3 separate regions of the Mus musculus genome follow, and all the other regions are linked to region 1. Evidence: chromatin contacts called from public HiChIP or PLAC-seq and promoter capture Hi-C data. All regions are on one chromosome and are shown on one strand. The core of a region is the stretch at or near the end of the contact, and the rest is flanking DNA. Distances in the headings are between cores, read along the strand shown. Region 1 holds the start of Samd4 (sterile alpha motif domain containing 4). Region 2 overlaps Gch1 (GTP cyclohydrolase 1). Region 3 holds the start of Lgals3 (lectin, galactose binding, soluble 3).

The links. Promoter capture Hi-C pulls out the DNA fragments that hold promoters and counts their contacts. HiChIP or PLAC-seq counts read pairs in DNA pulled down with a chosen protein or histone mark.
Region 2: a contact with region 1 is called in a promoter capture Hi-C map of hematopoietic stem and progenitor cells, with 2.1 times the contacts expected there. The contact joins the enhancer-like site here to the promoter of Samd4 in region 1. A contact is called at or near these places in 12 of 39 promoter capture datasets (the 3T3-L1 cell line, the C10 cell line, the SN4741 cell line and 8 more), 5 of 484 Hi-C or Micro-C datasets (cerebellum, cerebral cortex, muscle stem cells and 2 more), 4 of 115 datasets of contacts at active chromatin or transcription factors (embryonic forebrain, fibro-adipogenic progenitors, forebrain and 1 more) and 3 of 9 other capture datasets (adipose tissue, embryonic stem cells and pancreatic islet).
Region 3: a contact with region 1 is called in a FOXA1 HiChIP or PLAC-seq map of pancreatic cancer cells. The contact joins the promoter of Lgals3 here to the promoter of Samd4 in region 1. A contact is called at or near these places in 10 of 39 promoter capture datasets (the 3T3-L1 cell line, 3T3-L1-derived adipocytes, the C10 cell line and 5 more), 1 of 484 Hi-C or Micro-C datasets (muscle stem cells) and 2 of 115 datasets of contacts at active chromatin or transcription factors (forebrain and pancreatic cancer cells).

What each region holds. Positions count from the first base shown.
Region 1 is chr14:46,881,540-46,884,239 of GRCm38.p6, reverse strand. It overlaps Samd4 (sterile alpha motif domain containing 4), which reads right to left and starts at 1,275. Exons shown (of 13, transcript NM_001037221.2): 1 at 1,072-1,275. It overlaps Gm34934 (a long non-coding RNA gene), which reads left to right and starts at 1,441. Exons shown (of 2, transcript XR_383407.3): 1 at 1,441-2,500.
Region 2 is chr14:47,164,173-47,166,872 of GRCm38.p6, reverse strand. It overlaps Gch1 (GTP cyclohydrolase 1), which reads left to right. Exons shown (of 6, transcript NM_008102.4): 3 at 342-397. Among named protein-coding and RNA genes, the nearest start is that of Gch1, 24 kb to the left of the region's middle. Within about 2 kb of position 1,287, at least 48 of the 459 cell types and tissues checked have an H3K27ac peak or open chromatin away from gene starts, as enhancers often do. A contact at or near this core is called in hematopoietic stem and progenitor cells, where this site is marked.
Region 3 is chr14:47,372,427-47,375,126 of GRCm38.p6, reverse strand. It overlaps Lgals3 (lectin, galactose binding, soluble 3), which reads right to left and starts at 1,267. Exons shown (of 6, transcript NM_010705.3): 1 at 1,175-1,267. It also overlaps the pseudogene Gm52166.

The DNA of each region.
Region 1 (2,700 bases), core at 26-2,525:
CTCCACACTCGGATGCGCGAGCTGAGCTATTGCACACTTCCTTCCCAGGTGCGGGAGGAGACCCCGCGGCTTCCTGTTGCTGCGGCTGTGACCCGCAAGTGCTCCCTGCACACCCCACCCGGAGTGGCCTCTGGGGCTGTGTCTGCGAACGCCAGCACCAGCAACAGATCCTCCCCGCGCTGAAAACTTGCAATGCGGCTGTGAAGGGGCGCGGGGGTGGGGTGGGGGCTAATGCAAAGCAGAGGCGGTGTCAGAGGCAACCAGGGTTCCAGCCTCCTCCTCCTCCTCCTCCTCCTCCTCCTCCTCCTCCTCCTCCTCCTCCTCCTCCTCCCCCTCCTCCTCCTCCTCCCTCCTCCTCCTATTCCTTCCCTCCTATTCCTTCCCTCCCTCCTCCCTCCTCCTCCTCCTCCCGGAGAAGCAGCCGTACGGCTGCAGCTCCATCTACAGCAACAGCCAGCATCTCCGCCGCCAGGCTCCCCTCTGGATTTAGGCCGTGAGCAGCCGCAGCGACAGCTCGAGACAAAAATAAACTCTCCCTATCCAAAGCTCGGCGCGGCTCAGTCAGAGCCCTCACTCCCCAGCGCCGCGCCAGCCCACCCGGGAGGTTTCCCTGGGCCTGCTTGACCCACGACCATCAGATGTGTGTGCGCGCGCGTGTGATTTAGGCATCCTGCCCCCGGTCCCCGCCGCCGCCTGCGGGCCGGAGTGTCCTCGCCCTCCGGTCCCAGGCCCAAGGCGATGCGGTTGGGGGCGCACGCCTTACGCAGGGACCGCGGGAGCCCGTATCACGGCTTTCCCAGGCGGCAGGGCGGACCCCGAGGGAAATGCAGATTCCTCCCTTCCGCACACGCCCCCCAAGGACCTCAAAGAAGAAAAGTTAGGTTTAGGGGCTCTATCGTCCCATCTCAGCTCCCGTGGCGAGGCGAGCAGAGACTAAGCGCCGGACCCTCTGGGGGCCGCTCGCTTCCAGCATCTGACACCCAGAACTTCTGGGTAGAAGAGCGAAGCCCCCGGGAAAGGGTCGGAGGAACCACTGGGTGCCTCGCCCGGGACAGCAGAAGGGACGCTCACCTCCACGCAGCTCATCCCTGCGGCTCGGGGCCCTGCGCGCGGGTCCGGGGCCGTAGCAGCAATCAGTGGGGTTGGGGGCGCTCGGAGCGCGGGCTGCGGGCCATGCCGTCGGGGCTGGCGGCGCGCGGAGAGGGCAGCGCTGCGGGTTCGGGGCGCTATCGCTGCCGCCACTGCTGCCTCCAGTGTCGGCTCGCGAAGGACTGAGCCGCCCGGAGCTCCCCACATGCTACTGATTAACATACACCATTACATCATGGGCTTGGCAGGGAGCGCCCGAGCGGGGGGAGAGGAACCCGGGCGGCGGCGGCGGCACGCGGGGGAGTCGGGGGAGGGGGGGAGGATCCCCGGGCCCGGCGGGCGGCGGGTTGGGGGGAGGGACGGATTCCTAAGCCCGGGCCATAGAGGAGGAGGGAGCCAAGTGGGAGGAGCGGAAGAGCGCAGATTGGAAGATCTGCGTAGAGAAACACAGAAGTTTGGGGAAGGGGAGGGGTCCGGGTGAATTCCTCTCGGCTGCCACCCGCGTGTTCTACAACGGCCAGGGCACCGGAGCCTCCGGAGCTGGGACAGGAGTGAATCCCAACGGAGCTGGACTGGAGCGAGAACGGTGCTGCCACCCGCCGCTCGCCCTTGGGAATGTGGCTCCCCAGGTCCAGTGACCCTTTGGCCTGGGACCTGTGGGTGGCTGACTGGTCCCGTGGGTGACTGACTGGTGTAGACCGTAAACACCCGGAGTCACTGTCTCTGGGGGCTTGGACGGATTCCTGGGGTCTGGGACGCATGAAGTAGCAGAGGGCGGCGAAGGGCACAACGCGCAGGGCTAGATGTGTCTGGCCGCGGTGCTCCACGAGGCCCTTGTCTAGGAGAAGCAAGCAGAGCCTGGTCGATCACCCTCAGCCCAAGTCCGGCGCTGGATGCCCTTTATTTTTGCAGTCCTCCATACCCGCCTCAGGCCTCGCTTTCCCGAGAGGAGGAGGCGGACTTCGGGAGCCTGATCTCAAGCTATGCTTGGCGCGCGGCTGTGGCTTGTGGCCTGGAGCTGTGGCCCCAGGCGCCCTGGGCGACGGGGAGGCGTGGCGAGACCACCTGTCAGCACCACGGAGTTTGGGGGACGCGGCTTTCACCTGTGCCTGCAGAGGGCGGGGCCAGAGGCTGGGCCGGGATTTGTCGCTGGAAGCTCTAGGTCGCCTACTATAAAATGCTTGCATGGGTCAATTACCCAAAAGAAGGGTTGACTAAAAATACCCTAAAGCCTAGACATTTCTGCATCTTCTAATGCGAACGGTCACAAAGGGACTGGCCAAAATCCAGCCTGTTTCAGAAGAAACACCGAGCCTTCGAATTTGTTTTCCAGAGACTTGGGAGCATTTATAAACGAGAGCTGGAAAAGCAAACGTGGGTCTGCCCTGCTCTAGCTAGCACAGTTTTAAAGGTAAAGTGTCCAAGGCCTTATTCCTCCACCTTTCAGCTCCCACACTAGCATCTGGATTTCCAATCCTTTCTTCTACCCTGCTCCTCGGATTTCATGTCTGTCTCGTGTAGGTCCTGTCAGTGTGACAACACCTCCCATCTCTTAGGGTAGTGAAAGGGCTTGTGGGGAGGCACAATGTTTTGCCAATGTTTCCATCACAA
Region 2 (2,700 bases), core at 38-2,537, 280 kb before region 1:
GTCTCCCTGACTATACTGTCCGTGATGTTACAAGCCTATTTTTTTTTTTTTCCTTATTGAGTATAGTTTTTCTCGACAGGTTTTCAGATTTGAATTAAGAATTTTACTAAGGAACATAACAGGTTTACTTTTAATTTGCCATTTCAGTAACAAGTTTGTTCTTAAGAAGTTTCTTCATATAATTTGAAAGTATGTATGGAATTGCTTCATAGGTTTATCCCATTGTCACTGTGATAAACTTAGCCTGTGTGTATGCTAGGGTCTTCCTGTATCTGTTTGTGTTGTTATGAAGTGCTTTCTGTGTCTTCATTTAGCTGGTAATCTCTCTCTCTTCCCTGAAGGTCCATATTGGCTATCTTCCTAACAAGCAAGTCCTTGGTCTCAGTAAACTTGCCAGGTAAGTATGAGGTCTCTAGAATTGCTCCTATTTGCCAAGACTCTCAAGATTTCTTCCAGGCTGGAGCAATGGCTCACTGGTTAAAAGCACTGACTGCTCTTCCAGAGAGCACCAGGGTTCAATTCCTAGCACCCACATGGCAGCTCACAACTGTCTCTAACTCCAGGATCTGACACTCACACAGATGCATGCAGACAAAACACCAATGCACCAAAAATGTAATATAAAATGTCTTCGACATTATAAAATGTCTACCTTCTGGATCTAACTTAGAAGTTAGATCTGTTCTTGCATAGGCAGCCCTAACATTGTCTCTGCCTCCTTCTCCCTCACTGCCTGTTCCTCTCTTCCCCCAAACCCATTACTGAGGTATGAGCTCACAGCTTTCTCTGTAGAGTTTTCCCCAACTGGAAAATATCCGTCACCCCCAGTCCAGCCCTGGATCTTAAGAGGAGGTTAGTTAGCGGTGAGAGATCCGAGAGGAAGCACACACGTGAGTCTAGCTGCACTATCTTTCTATCTGGGGAGACAGAGAGTAAAGAGTATTTGCATATATGGAGAATAGTACCCAGAGCATAGCAGGAAGTACATGTAAGTCATGCAGGCAAAAAACAGATCCCAAGACTCACAGTAAGGCCTACTCTTCTGAAGCTATCATACGTCTCCAAAGCCTACACTGATTCCCAGTGAACTGCACACAAGCAGAGGCATTGGCTTGTCTCACTCTTCCAGGTATTCTGCCAAGGGTCTTGCCCAGCAGTTGAACAGAAACAACTAGAGACTGCATACTTCACGTCAGTGAGTCTCTCTATTGTCTTTTCTCATGGGTGCTAGGAAGGACGTGCTCTGCTAGCCTGCATCTATCCTTGGCTGGGCCTTCTTTCCAGTGTGAATCCTTCCCGTTTTCAAATACGGCTGGATTGGTCAGTGTTTCCCAACATTACTGACATAGATAAGCTTTCTCTCCTCTGTGAGTACATTCATGTTTACAAGGGGACAGAAAGAAAGCGAAGGGTTTCACACATTGCTGTATAATAAGGTTTCTCTCTACCGCACACTCAATTATGTATTGGAAAGTCACTCATACACATCATAGGATTTCTATCCCCTGTGAACCCTGTGGTTCATGTGATTGAAAGAACCGTGAAGGGTTTTCCTGTTGCTTACACACAGGGTTCCTCTCTAGTATGATTCATAGGAAGCAGCCACAACCACTGAAGGCTCTCCCATGATCCTTAGGTACACGGTGCTTCTGTCTGGTGTCAGTCATTTCGAGTTTAGAAAGCACTGAGATAACTGAGGGTTCCTACCCTCCTTGTATTTATATGTCTTCTCCATGTTCCTCATTTTCACAGTGGTCATACTTAAGGATGAATGACCTAGATGGAGCACCTTTTTGCGTGTCTTCTGAATCTGTCTACATCTCCACTCTGTAGCTTTCTTCTGGAGTTTTTATAGCACTTACACTGGTTTGCAGGCCTTTCTATTATTGTTTTCTGTTTCCAAGCTGTTAGGGTGTTCTGGTGTCTTTACCAGGACTCTTGGAGGTCACACAGTAAGAGGAGCCAAGCCACTTGGGACCCTGTTAGCATGTGAGATACGAGGTTTTAAACTTTTGATCAGCCTGCATGTGAGGCTCTGGCTTCCTGCTTTCCTCTGTTTCTCAGTCCGGCAGGCAAGTCCATCCATGTCTAGGTCATTGGCTCTGTGGCTACAAGGCTGCACCTCCCTTTACTTGGCCTGTTCTCCTCCTCTGCTCTTTTTCCTGCATGTTCATGAATTAAAAAAAATTTTTTTTTATTTTCAAGCTGAGCATAGTGGCAAACCTTTAATCAGGAAAAAGAGGCAGGCAGATCTGAGTTCAAGGCCAGCCTGATCTGCATAGTGAGCTGCAGCATAGCCAGGGTTATGAAGAGAGACCCCGACTAAAAAAAATAACACAATTTAAGAGAAAAAGAATTTCCTACCGCCTTTACTTGGGATTTTAGGAAGAAGAGGTGATGTGTTGTGCATGTATGGCAATTTGTGTTTAGCTGGAAGTCAGTGTGCAGGTTTATTTATAGATCTCTGCTAGGCCCCACACGACGGTGGCCTAAATGTCCTTATGTGTTTTAATTTGTTTTTATGGAGTTAGTGAATCCTGTGTAGGTAGGTGTGCTGTGTTCGAGCTGTGTGTATGTACATTTGTCCATGCATATGAAGTGTGTGTGTGTGTTATGGATTAAGAACCAAATGGACGGGTAGGTAAAGAACTACAGTCATTGCATTTAAAGCTAAGTTTGCTTCACTTGCCTGAGGTTACA
Region 3 (2,700 bases), core at 18-2,517, 490 kb before region 1:
TCTGAACCTGTGAGCCACCCCCACCACAATTAAATGTTGACCTTTATAAGAGCTGCCTTGGTCATGGTGTCTGTTCACAGCAATAAAACCCTAACTAAGATACTTCCCCTGCCCCCAAAGGTAAATAAATAAAAATACGGAACTATAAACTTGAAGCAAACATCTTGGAATTTCAGAAAGTGATAGTTTTTACACACTGGTTTCTGTTCTTTTCCTCAGAATTAGCCGGGTCACTAAGTCCAAATGTTCTCATTATCCAGAAACCCTACTCCCCGGGGGTCGCTTTATAAATATTCCAATTTCTTCAAATAGGAATCACTTGCTTCCCTGCTAGGGTTAGCCGGAATCCTAAGCCTCAGTCTCAACTCCCCCTCCCCACCCATTCCCGTCCCATCCTCGATTCCCTGCAATAGTGCTTGAGTAACATAATTCAGCATAAATGCAACCTTTGAAAGCCTCTCGCTAAGGGTCTGCACTCTGAGACCAACACGGCCACACCCAAGACTTCCTCCACCCAGATCTAGAGGTTATTGCACAAATAACCACACTGGTCACGAATGAGTCACTTGGCTTACAAAAAAATGTTAGAGGTTACAGTAGTTCTTCATCCCGACACATGCGCACTAGGGCTTGGGCAGCACTGTCCTGTGCGGTCAAGCACGCAGCGGGTGGCTATAGCCCCTACCTCCGCTGAACCTGGTGGAACTCACTGGCACCACACAGCAAGATCTCTAGTGGAAGGCTTCCACGTGCACCAAAGGAGCCTGCTGGAATTCCTCCAGGAGTCAGGAATCCTGGGCGATGTCTTTTGAGTCTCCAAACTCCCACCCCCACCCCCAACGTGCCAGAAGAGGCACCTGATCCCTATGGCCAAGCTAGGGGCCAGCTACAAGGTGGATCTCCGTAGGTTGTGGCTCACTCTAACGCAGGGCTTCGAAGGAGTGCCCAGGGCCCGCTGGCATCCCGCCATCCCAAAGAGACTTAGTATGTAGGTCGTGAATAACTTTCTCCGAGAGTTACCCGCAGGAGAGCCAAGGCGGTAGACCAGCGCCTGGGACCCTGAAGGTCACCTCCGTCCATCTCCCGGGAGCCCAGCCCTTTCTTGGTGCACTGAGCAGCACCGGTCCCCGCGCCCCGCGCCGCTCACCTGGGTAGTGCTCTCTGTGCCGCTCACCTGATTAGTGCTCCACCCGCCGCTCCGCTAGCTGTCAGAGCTGGGCGGTGGCTCGGCCGCTTCTAGTACTCTTTTCCCCGGGCCCGCCCTCCCAGGGCGGGGCAGCATCCCTCGCCCTGCAGGCGCCTGGCTGGACCGCGCCCCACGGACCACGGAGCTTCCCCACAGTGGACTGGGACACGCCCGCCAGCCTGTGCCCCTCACCTGTGCCCCGCAGTGGGCCCTAGCCGACCGCACCCAGACTCTCAGACTCACCCAATTCCCTTGTCTGAAGCTGCCTGTCAGGGTCTCATCCTGCCCCTAATTCCTTCACCTGAAGCCTTCCGCAGAAATGGCAGTGACTTTGAGTGTGAGGGAAGGGAGGAGCAGGTGTCCCTGACAAATCTGAGATGTAAGAGGTGCCCCTGTTTGCATTCACTCCTGCTCTGGATTTTGCTGGGCTGGGTAAACCCAATGTGGTACATAGTAGGTTCTCGGTAGGTATTTGTTGGTTGATTGATTGATGAGTGAATGAATGAATGTGGACGAATGAATTAATGAATGAAGTAGTATGAATGTGTGAATTGATTCCTAGGAAGATGTTTTCTCAAAGATTGGAGGAGAGTTACAGCACGGGCAAGGGGCAGTTAAATCAAGAGGACAGGGTGTAGCTCTGTCTATATGAAAATAGTTACAAGGAACAGCCGCTTTTGCAAGAGGCTGATAACCAGTTTGGAACCATTTATATAGATTAAAAACTTGAGTGATGTGGTTAAGGATATTCAAGATAATTTTTCCCCAGCTTCAGATACATCAGCTAATATCTACCAAACACTTATGCACCCCACTCTATGCCTAGGGCTTTACATACATTTATGGAGTTGGCATTATTTTAATCCTATTAGGTCCAAAGCAGCCCCCCAGAATGCCAGTGCTGGTCCTAAACAGAGGGACTCTGGCTGCACAAACAGAAGCTTATAGGTGGTTTCTGTTGACCAGGGATCTCCCTTAGTCTGCCCCCAATGTCAACTACCTCAGGCAAGGGCACCTGCTTCCCGGTCAATCCCAACAGCCTGTAACAGCTCAAAGCCCCCCATTCTGCTGACTTCTCCCCACACCCGGGGCAGGGGAATGTTTATTGCCTTGGTGGTTTGAGCCCCAATAAACTTATCTTTCTACTCATTCAGTGATGTCGCTGTGCCCTTGCTTACAAATCCCATTTTAGACATGAGAAAATATGGGTATAGAGAGTCAAGCATAATCCCGTAAGGGTGCTTGCTACAAAGCCCGACGCCTAACTTTGATCCCTGTAACTCAAGAGGAAAGAAGAGAACCAACTCTTGAATGTTGTCATTTAAGCCACATACACATGCTCACATGCATATGTGCAAATATAAATGCATTTTAAAATATTAAAACATCGCTTCTCGGCCTTTTGGCTAAGATCAAGTGTAAAATATTAAAACATGTAAATAAAATTTTAGAAATAAATATATGTATTTTTTTAAAAAATCACTGTAGGTAGTAGGTGTGGTGGCTCATGTCTT